Linked DNA regions of Mus musculus: regions 1, 3, 4 and 5 are each linked to region 2. The links are chromatin contacts, called in public promoter capture Hi-C maps. All regions are on one chromosome and are shown on one strand. Each heading gives the region's core, a stretch centred on a gene start, on an enhancer-like site or on the middle of the called end of the contact. The rest is flanking DNA. Distances are from core to core; before and after follow the strand shown. Region 1 overlaps Itsn1 (intersectin 1 (SH3 domain protein 1A)). Region 2 holds the start of Smim11 (small integral membrane protein 11). Region 3 holds the start of Tmem50b (transmembrane protein 50B). Region 4 holds the start of Dnajc28 (DnaJ heat shock protein family (Hsp40) member C28). Region 5 holds the start of Ifnar1 (interferon (alpha and beta) receptor 1).

Evidence for each region. Promoter capture Hi-C pulls out the DNA fragments that hold promoters and counts their contacts. Capture Hi-C pulls out chosen DNA fragments and counts their contacts.
Region 1: a promoter capture Hi-C map of pre-B cells shows a contact between it and region 2, with 2.1 times the contacts expected there. The contact joins the enhancer-like site here to the promoter of Smim11 in region 2. A contact is called at or near these places in 7 of 39 promoter capture datasets (3T3-L1-derived adipocytes, the C10 cell line, frontonasal cranial neural crest and 4 more), 3 of 484 Hi-C or Micro-C datasets (CD4 T cells, LSK cells and regulatory T cells) and 3 of 115 datasets of contacts at active chromatin or transcription factors (astrocytes, embryonic hindbrain and microglia).
Region 3: a promoter capture Hi-C map of adipose tissue shows a contact between it and region 2, with 2.2 times the contacts expected there. The contact joins the promoter of Tmem50b here to the promoter of Smim11 in region 2. A contact is called at or near these places in 2 of 39 promoter capture datasets (liver and pre-B cells), 2 of 484 Hi-C or Micro-C datasets (CD8 T cells and embryonic stem cells) and 1 of 9 other capture datasets (adipose tissue).
Region 4: a contact with region 2 is called in a promoter capture Hi-C map of pre-B cells, with 2.9 times the contacts expected there. The contact joins the promoter of Dnajc28 here to the promoter of Smim11 in region 2. A contact is called at or near these places in 6 of 39 promoter capture datasets (3T3-L1-derived adipocytes, frontonasal cranial neural crest, hippocampal neurons and 2 more).
Region 5: a promoter capture Hi-C map of liver shows a contact between it and region 2, with 2.5 times the contacts expected there. The contact joins the promoter of Ifnar1 here to the promoter of Smim11 in region 2. A contact is called at or near these places in 4 of 39 promoter capture datasets (hippocampal neurons, liver, pre-B cells and 1 more).

What each region holds. Positions count from the first base shown.
Region 1 is chr16:91,745,328-91,748,027 of GRCm38.p6, forward strand. The region is part of intron 1 of Itsn1 (intersectin 1 (SH3 domain protein 1A)); the gene reads left to right. Among named protein-coding and RNA genes, the nearest start is that of Itsn1, 17 kb to the left of the region's middle. Within about 2 kb of position 1,399, at least 102 of the 459 cell types and tissues checked have an H3K27ac peak or open chromatin away from gene starts, as enhancers often do. A contact at or near this core is called in liver and pre-B cells, where this site is marked.
Region 2 is chr16:92,299,923-92,302,622 of GRCm38.p6, forward strand. It overlaps Smim11 (small integral membrane protein 11), which reads left to right and starts at 1,381. Exons shown (of 4, transcript NM_138743.2): 1 at 1,381-1,421.
Region 3 is chr16:91,596,256-91,598,955 of GRCm38.p6, forward strand. Tmem50b (transmembrane protein 50B) reads right to left here and starts at 1,425. Exons shown (of 7, transcript NM_030018.3): 1 at 1,327-1,425.
Region 4 is chr16:91,617,626-91,620,325 of GRCm38.p6, forward strand. It overlaps Dnajc28 (DnaJ heat shock protein family (Hsp40) member C28), which reads right to left and starts at 1,374. Exons shown (of 2, transcript NM_138664.2): 1 at 1,133-1,374.
Region 5 is chr16:91,483,789-91,486,488 of GRCm38.p6, forward strand. Ifnar1 (interferon (alpha and beta) receptor 1) reads left to right here and starts at 1,427. Exons shown (of 11, transcript NM_010508.2): 1 at 1,427-1,628. The coding sequence starts at 1,556.

The DNA.
Region 1 (2,700 bases), core at 149-2,648, 550 kb before region 2:
GTGGGTGTGTGTGTGTGTGTGTGTGTAAGAGAGAGAGAGAGAGGGAGATCGATCATCCATCTATCTATCTATCTATCTATCTATCTATCTATCTATCTATCTATCTATCTAACAGAACAACTTCTAGAACCAACAGTTTACTTAAAAGACTTGTACAGTCAGCAGTATGGCTATTGGTATTTTCCCACACAGACCTAATTTCAAGTGATGGGGCAAGGCATGTTACCATTTCAAGCTCAAAAGGTGTGAGAGGTGGCAGAGGGAAGAAACTGCAGCTTCTTTGCAGCCTTGGCATGTTTAACTGTGCGGTGTCCCTGCCTCACCAACAGGACTGATGGCGTTCTGGTCATGCTGTTGTAAGGGTGGTCAGGCAGTTAGCACAGAGCCTCTGCATAGGAAATGACAGTCTCACCATCACCTTAATACATGCCTGGAGTGTGGGCTTTAAGACAAAAATGGGAGGTATTGTGTATTTCTTACTTGCAGGTAGATTATCAGGCCTCACATTGCTCCTCAGTTGTTCGTTATCTGGAAGAACTGCCTTTTCCTTTAAGCTTGGAAGAAAGAAGAGGGCCAGCTAGCTGCATGATAGGCTTCAAGCGGTCCACTGACTCAGAAAATACTGGACACAGTGCTTGCAAGTCAACATTAAAAGGATAAACAGCTAAGTTAAAAAGTGGGGAGAGGTATGAATAGGCATTTTTCCAAAGAAAATAAACAAATGGACAACAAACTCGTGAAAGATGCTCTACATGATGGAAACAAGATTGCACTTCTCACTAGGATGGCTACTGTTTAAATAACAAAAGGAAGGTGCCAAGTGCTGGCCTGGATGCTAGCCAAGCAGAGTCCTCACCTCACAGGCTGTTGGTGGGAGTGTCAGTGTTCGACAAAGCAAGCAGAAAGCAAGCGCTTGCTTGTCAGTAGTTAAATACGGAGTTATCATATGGCCCTGCAAATTCATTCCTACGCACACAGGCAGCAAAATAGAAAGCAGGTGTTCACATGAAAGTGAGCGTTCACAGCGGCACTGTGTTGGGGCTCCCTTCCAGGTTCTGGAAGTGATTGTTGCACATCATTGGTGCACGTATTAAATGTCACTGAGCTAGAGTGGTGAGTTTTATGTGTGCTACATCGTTATTCAATAAAGGACAGGAGTGTAACATGATGCTTATTCCTAGCTTACTGTAGCGCTGAGTTTCCTAAAATAACTTACTTTAACCTTAGTTTGGGTCATTTTAGGAAATCTTTTCAGTTCAATGAAATATTTCATCATTCTTGTCTTATAACCCCTAGAAAAGGTGAGAAAAGAAAGCAGGCTGTGAAGGTTTTGACATCTGCTTTTAGTGCAACAACATCATAGCAATGCAGACTGGTCCCCAGGGGCTAGCCGGAAGCAGCCTGCGGGCTCGCCTTGCTCTATACATAACAGTGCTTGCTGCTACTCCCCTTCACCCAGTACACTGGCAGCTCTCCAAAAAGTAACAACTCCGTCCCTTTGTGGCCAGTGGTTTAGGTGCTGGTGTGTGTGTGTGTGCGTGTGTGTGTGTGTCTGTGTGTGTGTGTGTGTGTGTGTGTGTGTGTGTGTGTCTGTGTCTGTGTCTGTGTGTGTGTCTGTGTGTGTGTGTGTGTCTGTGTGTGTGTGTGTGTGTGTGTGTCTGTGTGTGTGTGTGTGTCTGTGTGTGTGTGTATCTGTGTGTCTGTGTGTGTCTGTGTGTGTCTGTGTGTGTGTGTGTGTGTGTGTGTCTGTGTGTGTGTGTGTGTGTCTGTGTGTGTGTGTGTCTGTGTGTGTGTGTGTGTGTGTCTGTGTATATATGTGTGTGTGTGTGTGTATGTGTGTGTGTGTGTGTATATGTGTGTGTGTGTGTGTGTGTATATGTGTGTGTCTGTGTGTGTGTGTGTGTGTGTGTGTATGTGTGTGTCTGTGTGTGTCTGTGTGTGTGTGTGTGTGTGTGTGTGTGTGTGTGTGTCTGTGTGTGTGTGTGTGTGTGTGTGCTCTTTGGGATCTCCAGTCTATGCAAACAGAGCCAGATGACTTTGTTACTGCTCAGGAGTGACTAGGTTTGTAACCCAGTGTTCTTTTCAGGACATCATCATTTCTTGTTTAGGCAAGAACACATTTTACATTAACTTTGCCATACTTAGCCCCTCAAACTTTTAAAGTGTGTAATATATTTTAAATATGACAGTGACAACTAATATTTACTATTTCTCATGCCTAGGCAGTATTCTAGATAATTCTGCGGGTAGTTGTCCCCCAAATGGCAGAACAGGTACTGTCACTTTCATTTTATATCCAGAGTATAATATAGTTGAGTAGCTCAACCTCACTGTAGAGGCTGGTAGGTGGCACATATGGCCTTTGGACTCACAATGTCTGCCCTGTTAGCACTAGGGTGTGTGTTTTTTCTTACAAACATTGCCTAATGCAGCTCTCGGGCAATGTTTGCGTGGCATTTCTACTTGCAAAGCCTACCCCTTACCTCATCGTAGTACTGCACTGAGAGGTTGGGGAAGGGGTTGGGCTGGGCAGGGGCCCTAGCTAGCTAGTCAGCCCTAGGGGTTGGCTGAGAAGTGAGGGTGAGCTATAGGCGTCAGTCAGACCTCGTGCTCTGGTGCTTCTGGTCCTGTTTGCTGGTTGGACTTTCCCGCTGAAGAGTGCCCTTGTGCACGGCTTTCTGACCCCTTGAAATGAGACAC
Region 2 (2,700 bases), core at 131-2,630:
CACAGGATCTAGACTAGGGTAACAGCCACACCTCTGGGAATGCCTGTGGGAATTATATAGATTGGGTTACATGAGGTGGGAAAACATTCTAAATGGGTGCCACCATTCCCTGGGCTGGGATCCTGGATGGAACCTGAAGGAGAAGACCAAGAGAGGTCAAGCCTCCATCACTCTCCTCCCAGCTGTGGACTCTACTCACCTAGTCTAGATAACCTAAGCTGCTTCTGTCAAGCATTTTGTTGTGTTAACAGGAGATAACTAACAAGTTGGATGGGCATCCAGTTGTTGATCCATTTACCCCAGCTTCTCCCTCCAGTATCAACTTCAACCAAAGCTTTCTAAATGAAAATGCCAAGTCAAACAGCTGGGTTGCTGTTGTTTTTCTATCCATGTTCCCTTTAGAGTCTTTCTGCTTAGTCTGCTAGTTCTACACATCTGAGTAGTACTTCAGTGCAGATTCAAAGCTATTGCAAAAGGAACAGGTGATAGGGGCTGATCCCAGTCTCGCAACTTATGGCGAGCCCCAGGTCTGGCACGAGCTGGCCTCAGCCTCGGGAAAGAAAAAAAAATCCTTTGTGTTTCCGTTTCATCATTTGTGAAATATTACAATTATAGTGTGTCCTTTTATAGGCCTTGTAGAGTTAAATTAAACGACAGTCTCAACGTGATATTCTCTTGTTAGCACAACCAGGTCTGTGAAACCCTCTGCACGCTAACATTTTCAACTTCATCTCCACAAAGAGGCATGATGAGATCTGAAGCTAACTTTCTTGGGTCCAAGAATTCACCCCGCAATTAGTGTCAGCACCGGGCATCCGCTCCCCCCTCCACAGAAGAGGGAGATGAGGTGGAGGTCTCGGTGAGAACTTTGCCTCTCCAGAGCCTTGGACAGGGCTGCTGTCTGCGTCTCCCCACCCGGCACTTTGGGGATTCACTGGCTAGAAATGAAACTGGGAACCTAAAATCTGGGTATCTATCGGTTATCTCAACCGGGATGCATTCTTCTTGTCTGTCCCCTTGGAGGAATGCTAAGCCTGGAAAACAAAACAAAAAACCTGGGACCTATTGTCTTCAGCTGTATAGAACAGGAGTCAATGACCAGTGGACATGAACAAAGGGTCCTAGGCCGAACCCTAACCCCTGCGGACCACCCTCAGGGTTCCTACTTGGATTTCTGCAGTAGCCTCAGATTCCTGCGCAACTGGCCTGAAGCCCATAGCGCCTGCGCTTGGAGAAACACGCTCCTTAATACTAGCGAATCTGCGGGCGCCCTAAAGCCACTGCGCCTGCGTATCAAGTGGTGCCTTTCAAGATGGCGCTTCCGTTCCGAGCGGTGCATTTCGGGACTTGTAGTTTTCACGACGGGATTGTGGGAGTCGTGGTTTGTGAGCAGCAAGCGAGGAGGCCCCGCCGCCCTGAGTGTAAGTGTGTGAGTCTTTGGGGCTCTGGGGAATCCCTTGGTCATCCCGCGTTCTTGTTTCTCCCATGATGACACTTGCTGCCTACGGCTACATAGCCCTTGGGAACTCTAATAGTCTTGTCGCCTTGTTTTGGTGACGCAGGAAGGGAGCGATGATAACTCCTGGCCTTCTACCCACCCCCCACCCCCGTGGAGGCAATGCCTGGGGGCGAGAACCTGGGACTGGGCACTCCCAAGTATCCAGGGATAGCAAATCCCCGTTTGATCCTGTGGTGCCCCAGATCGCAAAGGCGCCAAAGTTGCTTAAACAAGGCGTGTCGTTTCATCTAGTAGGGAAGTGCACCATAACTCACAGGCTCCCCAAAGCCTTGAAATTTGGAATCTGGCCACCCACCCGGATAAGGTGCTTCTGGGTTTCTTGAAAACCAAGGCCTGTGCTGAGTGGGCTAAGTGAGGTCCAGGGGTCATGGCGATTTGAACCTACCGATACTTTAAATGGTTGGCTGAGGAATTGGAGTGAAAGGGGTAGAGACTGGGAGTGAAAACGGCTTCAGACAGTTGACACAAGCTGCTAGGATAGGTGAGTGCATTATATGCTGAGATAGGTGCACCCTCGACTCTGTTAGCCTCGCCAAGGAGCACACGGAGCTTGTGAGCAGACTATTGTCCACGTCGTTTAAATTGGTATAATCAAAGTGAGTGAATGTCTTCTTTGTTTCTAGAATAAAACCTGGCAGGATACTTTGCAATAAAGATCAAAACTACAAACAGTTTTATTTTCTGTCGTTAAGGGTTAAGCCTGGACAGCTCCCTGCATTTCATATATTTTAATGGCCTCCAGCTGTCCTTACCCCAGTGGCTTTGGCTCACCCTCTGCTGCCAGCTGCTGCTTGCTTCTGAATGGCACCAGGAGTCCGTGATATCAGAGCAGACAGCTCACTGCTATGTTTAGCTTTCTTGGTTATCCCCATTTGCAGAAAGCTTGCAAGCTGCCTTGAAATTTAAAGTAGTGGGTGAAAATGAACCTGGCTGCTCTGGGCCCTTCGCTCTCCTCTACCCACCCCACCCACTCCATAGCAGTACAGATTCCCCTTTGCTTTTACTTTTTCCTCCTTCTCTTCCTCTTCTCTTTTTCTTCTCTTTCTCCTTCCTTGGCAGGATTCTGTGCATCTGAGATTGGCCTCCAGCTCAGTCTTTCTCTGTAGCCTTAGATGACCTTGAACTCCCATCCCTTGACCTCCACCTCCCAAGTGCTAGGGTTACAGGCTTGTACCACCAAG
Region 3 (2,700 bases), core at 175-2,674, 700 kb before region 2:
AACTGGAGCTGTAGACAAGACTGGCCTCACCTGCCTGAGTGCTGGGATTTAAGGCGTGCTGGAGGGTTTCACTTTTTATTTGCTGTTTCTGTATTGTCTGAAAACTTTACTTGATAATCTTCTTCAATGTTTATTACATTAAAAGACACATAAGGACTAAGCAAGATTGATTCTTTAATCAATTGACCCCAGTAGTGAATTTAGAAAACCAAAACCAAAACCAAACAACGCAATAGCGTTGAAGGCTGCTGTCTAGCTGATAGAGGAAGAATGGGGAGGATCAAAGGGTGTGTCTCCTGAAGAGGAAAAAACTACATCCTCACCCCGTTCCGATTAAACCTGCTTTTCTTGAAGCATCGCTATGCAAATTAACCTCTGGGTTTCATTTTTAGGATCAGGAAGTCTTTGAACACTATGCTCGTTTAAGTGTTTAAATTGCTTGGCTCTGGTTTTTGGAAGCCGCACACAGGTAGAAAAGACAAACGAGAAAGGAGGATGAGAAGCCTGGGAATAAGCGCCCCTGGAATTATCTAGAAATGGGATTTGTGGTACAAATAGGGTGAAGAGTTGGAGCGCGAAGGATGCACGGGGGGGTAGGGGGGTGGATGTTGTTGAGGGTGAGCATATCTACTCCAGCGAGAGGTTTGAATTCCCACGCCCCTCCTCCCATCGCAGCAGCAAGGTGGAAGAGCGAGCCCAGCCCTCTGCTGCTACGGTCGGAAAGGTCACGTATCTACCCACCTCTCAGGCTCAAGTACCTTCCAGTGGTGAAAACCAACTTACTGGCTAAAGACCAAAATGGCCTAGCCTACAACGACCACTGCTCTGCTACTTCTCTGAAAAGGCCACTCGCCACTTAGGATGAATTCCCAAAGACTTCCCTCCCTCTCCTCCCTCTCCTCCCTCTCCTCCCTCTCCCCCCAGCGCTTGCAGGATGGAGGGGAAAGTCAAGGATACAAGGACAGTTCCTGGCAACGGCTCCGAGCAAACGGGAGGGTCGCTCGTCCCCAGACGCTCGTGGGGCCTCGGTGGCGGCTGCGGCGGTGCCCCACAGGACCTCCATCCCCTACCGATCGCCTTGGGGACCTCCCCAGACTCAGGACGAGATGCGCGGCGGAGCGGCCTGCCTCGGCTGAGCGCGGGTCACGGCGGCGTCAGGGCCACGGGGCGCCGAGAGGACGCGGGCGCAGGCCGGGCCCCGCCGGTCGCCCGCGCGCTCCTTGGCACCGACACGGGCGGCGCCACAGAACCTCAGGCCGCGCCGGGCCGGCGCCCTGCGTTCGATCGGCAGATCACAGAAACCCGAGACCTGCCAACCGCACTCACCCGGCTACCTGCGAAGTCTACACCGAGCCCAGGCAGGAGCAGGGACGTCGAGGGCGCGCGTCTGTCCGGGAAGCAGCGGCCCGATCAACCTCAGTCCGGGAGCCGGGGGCCGGCGGCGGGCGGGAGGCCAGGGCGCCGGTGGGGCGGGGGCGAGGCGCCGTGCGCACCGCAGGAACCAATGGGATTGCAGCAAGTGGCCTGCGTGGGCGGGGCATAACCCCTGGAGGCGGGACCGGGACCTCAGAGGCGGAACGGGGCTGGACCCGTGCGCTCTGCGGAGACCAATCATAGTGCGACCGATTAGATAGAGGGCGGGGCTTGATTCCTGAGGGCGGGGCTGGCGCGGTGCTCTACCTGCGTCCTGGAGCTGAGGTCCGGACCTCTCCTGCTGCGGTTTGCGGTAGTAGTGTAAACTCAAGCGCCTCAGCATCGGTGAGAGCACCGGTACGGGGAACCCAAGCCTATTACGCAAGGTCCTCTTGCATATCAGCAGTTGAGCATTGTTCACCAGCTGCCGAGAGTCGAGAACGCACTCCAAGACGTTCAAAAACCAAGACCTCAGAAGATGAAGTTACAGGTCCAGGGATCCCAGTCAGTACTGGTTTTCTGAGGGTACCCGCAAAGCAAAGCTACATAGCTATTTCAGCCTGATTCCTTTTTCCGTCTATCCAAATAGATTTTTGGCTTGTTTTGGGAGCAAATCTTTACTTATCTCCTTTAGAGATACTGCCTCTGGATTTTTCAGCATAACTTCAAAAACCACATTTCCTACAGAATATAAATGCAGTTAAAGAAAGATGCAAAGTCCAAGTTACTACTACATTGAAGGTAAAAACACACTTCACCTAGATAGAGTAAAGCAAAAAGATTTTTGTGTCACGTAACTGTCACAAATGACATCCTGGATCCTGTTACTCCTGTAGTTCTTGTATATAATCTAGGATTTAGGTATTCAATAAATATTCACTGCATAAATTCCTTTTTGGAGTATGGGATTATGCACACACACTAACAAGCAAGAGGGGCAGCAGAAGGGAACATCTTTAGGTATCTGTCCCAGAGCTAGGGAATGTAGTTCAGTTGGTACATTATTTAGCCTTAAATACATAAGGCTCTGGCTTGTATCCCAAGCATCATATAAACAGGTGTGGTGATACATGCCTGTGATCCCTGCATTCCAAAATGTCTCAGCTTGGGTATGATCATGGTCTCAAGCATATTTCTATTTCCAGTCAGACTGGATTACACAGCAAATTCAAGACCAAACCGAGCCGGGCGTGGTGGCGCACGCCTTTAATCCCAGCACTTGGGAGGCAGAGGCAGGTGGATTTCTGAGTTCCAGGCCAGCCTGGTCTACAAAGTGAGTTCCAGGAC
Region 4 (2,700 bases), core at 124-2,623, 680 kb before region 2:
TGTAGGCAAAACACCATATGTATATAAAAAAGAAAGTCAGTTCTTTGTAACAATGTTGCTAAACAAGAATATATAAGTATCTATGACTTTTCTTGGTGCAGCTAGAAAATGACAGTGATGTTTGGCTATCACATAGTGTGACAGGAACTGAAGTCTACTGCTTGAAGACAGGGTTTCTCTCTGTGTAGCTCTGGTTGTTCTGGACTCACTTTGGAGACCAGGCTGGCTTCAAACATAGAGAGATCCACCTGCCCCTGCCTTCCATGTTCTGGGATTAAAGACATGCATACCTCCGCCCGGATCCAATGCACAGAATTTTAGATCTAGAAAGTTGTTAAAACTCATCTAACCTAATTTTCTCATTTTATAAGAAAACGGGTCCAGAAGGTTAAGCAACTCTTAAGGTTAACCAAAGAACTTACATTACCAGGTACTGCAAATGGTTAGGTTTGGGGCACAGTAAAGCTTAACTGCTTTTTGCTTGTTTGTTTTTGAGATAGGGTCTCTCTACATAGCCCTGGCTGTCCTGGGACTCATTATGTAGACCAGGCTGGACTTGAACTCACAGAGGTCAGCCTGCCTCTGTCTCCTGAGTGCTGGGACTAAAGGAGAGCATCCAAGCCCCACACTTGGCTTAGCTATACTCAGCAAATTACACATTTCCCTGAGCACAATTTGTGTTGTTGTTTTGTTTTGCATACAGTGTAGAATGGTCGTCACCATTTCCAAGTATCTAACTTGCTGCATATCAAACAGGGAACATACAGACCGGTACTCAGTGGGACACCAGATGGGACTGAGAATCAAGAATGCAAGCGACTTTAAGGTCTGCACCTCGCTATTTGCTAGGTGCCAGGGCAAGGAAGGGCGATAAAGGGTGAGAGAGCTTTTGCTGTATTTAAAAACGCATGGTCCTGTGGAAAAAGATACTGAACACTGACGAAAGGCAACGGAGTACTTACTGGAGGATTACTGATCCTTTGAATGTAAGGTGCGTTTTAGAAGTCATGGTAGCCCGATGTCACAATATAGGGGTCAGTGGATTTTAGAGTTGTCTGGGATGCCGGTGGTTATGCTCACCGTGGTGAGGGGTGCCTCAGAAGAGTGTCGGTCCGCTGCACCCCCTACTCACCTTCACAGACGTGATGGGGGTTCAGCGGCTCGAAGCTCAAGCTGCGCCTTTGCGCAGCACGCGTGGCCCGCTCCGTCCCTGTCTCGGCTACTGGACCCTCTGCCGCGCTACACTGCAGAGCCTTTCTTCATACCTTACTACGACAGGTAGTTTCCCTCACCAGGGACAGCGATCTCTTTCTTATAAAACCATCCCCCACGGAACAGAGGACAGACTCCCCTGGACGCTTGTTGTTGTGCCGGGGGCGATAGGCCCCGCCTCTACCCGCTTTCGAGGGCAGGGTTCGGCCGATTTGGATTGTGGGAAATGTAGTTCTCCGGCAGGTGCAGAGTAGAGGCATTAGGGCCTGGAGAGGAGTTATGGCTTGTGATAGATTTGTGACCCCAACGTGTATGTAATTTGAAGAGCACTGACCTCAGTAAATTGTTTTAAATGGAGGAAGATTAGGCCGTTTGCCTCTATGGGACACCTGCACCGTCAGTAGGCTTCTTTAAGCCTAGAAAGATGGTCTTTCCTTCAACCAAGTTTGGATTAAAGGTGTGCGCCACCACTGCCTGGCCCAGCCAAGTTTGTTTGGGTGGATGGCTCTTGTTTTTTGACACTGTCTCCCTTAGCCCAGGCTGGCCTCACACTCGCTATGTAGTAAAGAGGGATTTTGGGTTGCACATCCTCCATGCTTCCGTTTTCCAGGTGCTGGGATTACACAGTAAAATTGCTACTTGTTTATGGAATGTTGGGGATATAAAACCAAGGGCTTATGCATGCAAGGCAAGTTCTGTCAGGGCTCTGCGTATTGTACGATACCTCACCCCATTGAGCACCGCACATAGCCAGGGGTTGGAAAAGAAGGGAAAAATGTGTCTTTGGTTTTATTTTATTCTTTATTATTTTATTTTTATTAATTATTATTATTTGGTTTTTTTGAGACAGGGTTTCTCTGTGTAGCCCTGGCTGTCCTGGAACTCACTCTGTAGACCAGGCTGGCCTTGAACTCAGAAATCCACCTGCTTCTGCCTCCCAAGTGCTGGGATTCCCTGCCTCTTGTCTCTTGAATGGTTAAAGACATGTCACCGCACTCCATCCTAAAGATACAGTTTTAAAAAAATTAGCGGCACACTTTTAATCCCAGCATATAAAGGCAGAGTCAGGTGGATCTCTGTGAGTTTGAGGCCAGTCTAGTCTGAAACTCTGTAGACCAGGCTGGCCTTGAACCCACTTGCCTCTGCCTCCCAAGCGCTGAGATGAAAGGTGCGTGCCACATCTGGCTTTGAAAATCTTATTACACCGGTTATGTTTTGTATGTGTAGTTTCGTGTTTTGTATGCTGTGGTCTCTACTGGTGGAGTTGGTTGTCTGCTTCTGTCGTGTGGATCCTGGTGGTCAAGCTTGAATGAAGGTAGAGTCTTTACAGGTTGGGCTATCTCAATCTTGAATAACTAATGTGTATATAGTAGCCGCTCACACTCAATGTGTCTAAATAGTATTCTGTTGTGACCATCATGAGAGCCAAGCATTGTGGGAGTTTGGCTGTGCTGCCTGAAAAGTGTTAGCCCATCGCCCGGGCTTGCT
Region 5 (2,700 bases), core at 177-2,676, 820 kb before region 2:
GCTGAACATCAAGGGAGACTATCTGTGCATCACACAGGCTACAGGATGGGCAAAAAGCCTGTCCAGCTATACCTCAGACAAGGCTCTGATATCTCAAATTCATAAAGAACTTCAGAAAATAAGGAAATGAATCTACCAGGAACAAATGGCCCAATAAATCGAACACAGTTTTCAAACGCTGAAATATGCACCCAGTAACTATCTTTAAAGAACTTAATGTCCTGAGCCACCAGCAAAATGCACACTGACACTGCTTTGCCATTCTACCCCACCCTAGTCAGAATGGCTGACAAGAAATCTGACGAATGATGGTGAGGAAGCAGAGAGGAACTCTTTTTTTTTTTTTTGAGACAGGGTTTGTGTGTGGAGCCTTGGCTGTCCTGGAACTCACTCTCTAGTCCAGGCTGGCCTCGAACTCAGAAACCGCCTGCCTCTGCCTCCCAAGTGCTGGGATTAAAGGCATGTGCCACCACGCCCGGCATAACAAATAAGTTTCTTACTTTTTTTTTTTTTTTTTTCTTTTTTTGGTTTTTCGTGACAGGGTTTCTCTGTATAGGCCTGGCTGTCCTGGAGCTCACTTTGTAGACCAGGCTGGCCTCGAACTCAGAAATCCGCCTGCCTCCGCCTCCCGAGTGCTGGGATTAAAGGCGTGCGCCACCACGCCCGGCCCAACAAATAAGTTTCTTTATAAGATAGTAATCAGACAGAGACGGAGTTAAGGGGGTAGAGAGAGGGCTCAGTGGTTTAAGGGCACGTGCAGAGGACTGGCGTACAAACATGGTAGCTCGGAAGATCAGTAACTTTAATACCAGGGTATCTGCGCTCTACTGGCCTCCATGGGTACCAGGCACGCATATATGTACGGTGCACATATATGCATGCATGCATGCATGCAAAACACTCATACACATAAAACCAGCCTAAAACCACATTATTAGACAAAAGATCCAAACGCTGCATAATTCAAAACCCAAAGATTGAGCGAGTCACAACAGCAAACCATCCCACAAAATCAGGGAATCAAGTATAAAGATCTTGTGCAGTTGAGATAAAAGTGTTGCCGGCGCCTTCCAGGTCCCAGAGTCATTTGATCCACGGCCTCCAGGGATCCCCACACCAGGATTCGAGCCAGTGGACTAGTAACCCCCGGGGCAACGCCTCCGAACCCCCTCCGGACAAAAACAGGAAGCTGAGCCCGGAAGGAGGAGGGGCTGCGCAGGCGCACTGACTGCACCCCGCTTTCCTCTCAGGAGTCTAAGGACAATGCTGGGCAGTCTTTCCGGAAGTGGGGGCGGAGCGTGGCAGGGACCTCAAAGTCCCCAGGCCTTGACTGGACCGCGCCCGGTACTTTCCGAGCCGCTTGCTCGCGGAGAGAGCGTGGCGTCAGCGGAGAAGCTGTGCTGGGTGGAGGGGCGGGGGCGTTCACGGAAGGGGCGGGGCGCTGGAGGGGGCGGGGCGTCGCGGAGGGCCTAGCTGCCCAGAGGTAGTCTCCAGCTCCGCGGTGCTGCTGAGGAGAAGGAGGAGAATGTGAGCCGCCGCCCGGCCTCCCAAGACGATGCTCGCTGTCGTGGGCGCGGCGGCCCTGGTGCTGGTGGCCGGGGCGCCTTGGGTGCTACCCTCAGCTGCAGGTGAGCCGAGGGGCCTGTGCGAGGGCCGGGCACCATGGAGGGAGAGCTGGGCGCGGGTGACCAGAGTCCGCGACGCCCGCCCCCTGCGCCGCTCTTCAGCCTGAGGACGCTACCCGGGCCGAGCCTCAGGGCTGCTGGTGGGCGGGAGACCAGACAGCAGCAGAAATGCGCTCCCAGCCTAGTGCGGTTTGTCCCGGGCTGAGAGGAGTGAGGTGAGAGGCCCCCTAACCGGCCCGAAGTCAAAACCAGGAAACCACTGGGCTAGTTACATCGGGAGAATGCCCACTAAGGGGAGAGACAAGAGTTTTCATAGTGATGTGAGGAACCTAAAAAAGACGACCTAGCCTCACTCCTGGAGGAAAGTTCTGATTCCTCTTAGAAATCTGTATATCTGGGAAGTAAGTGATTGCCCCAAGTCTCACCCCGAAGATGGCCCATTTCTGGCTAGACGTGCATGATGTACATGCAGGCAAAGTGGTCACACATATACAGTAAATCGGAAAAAGACTATTATGAACAGAATACTGTAACTGCTACAAATGCTCTTGGGTCTTTTGTTAATCTCATGAGCACATTTGCTGCTCTTTCTGCACAGAATCAGTAAATCCCAACAGTTGGACTGGAGATCAAGCTAAGAGGATACGGATAACAGGATAGAGTCAGTTTAGGGATGACATCAAAGACTCCGTTGGTGGTACTGGAAGTGTGGCTCAGTGGTAGTGTGCACTTAGCATAGACAGCACTGAGAAACTGACAACTCAGAGTGGGGAGACTTGATGGATAGCTCCTGGTGGCTGAAAAGAAAGAAATTCAGACATCTCAGATGCATCCTCTTACATAGGATGTAACTAGAGGCAGTTCTGTAACCCTCTGGAGTAGAAGCTTGACAGGCGACATGACATGATAGTCTGAGGCAGAAGTTTTCAAAACAGGAGATAACAGTGGAGCCAGACATAGCGTTAAAGGACACTTTTTAAAGTTAAAGCCTCGTTCGGGCTGGAGAGGCGGCTCACAGGTAAGAGCACTTATTGCTCTTGCAGAGGGACCTGGATTGGTTCCCAGCACACAGTTG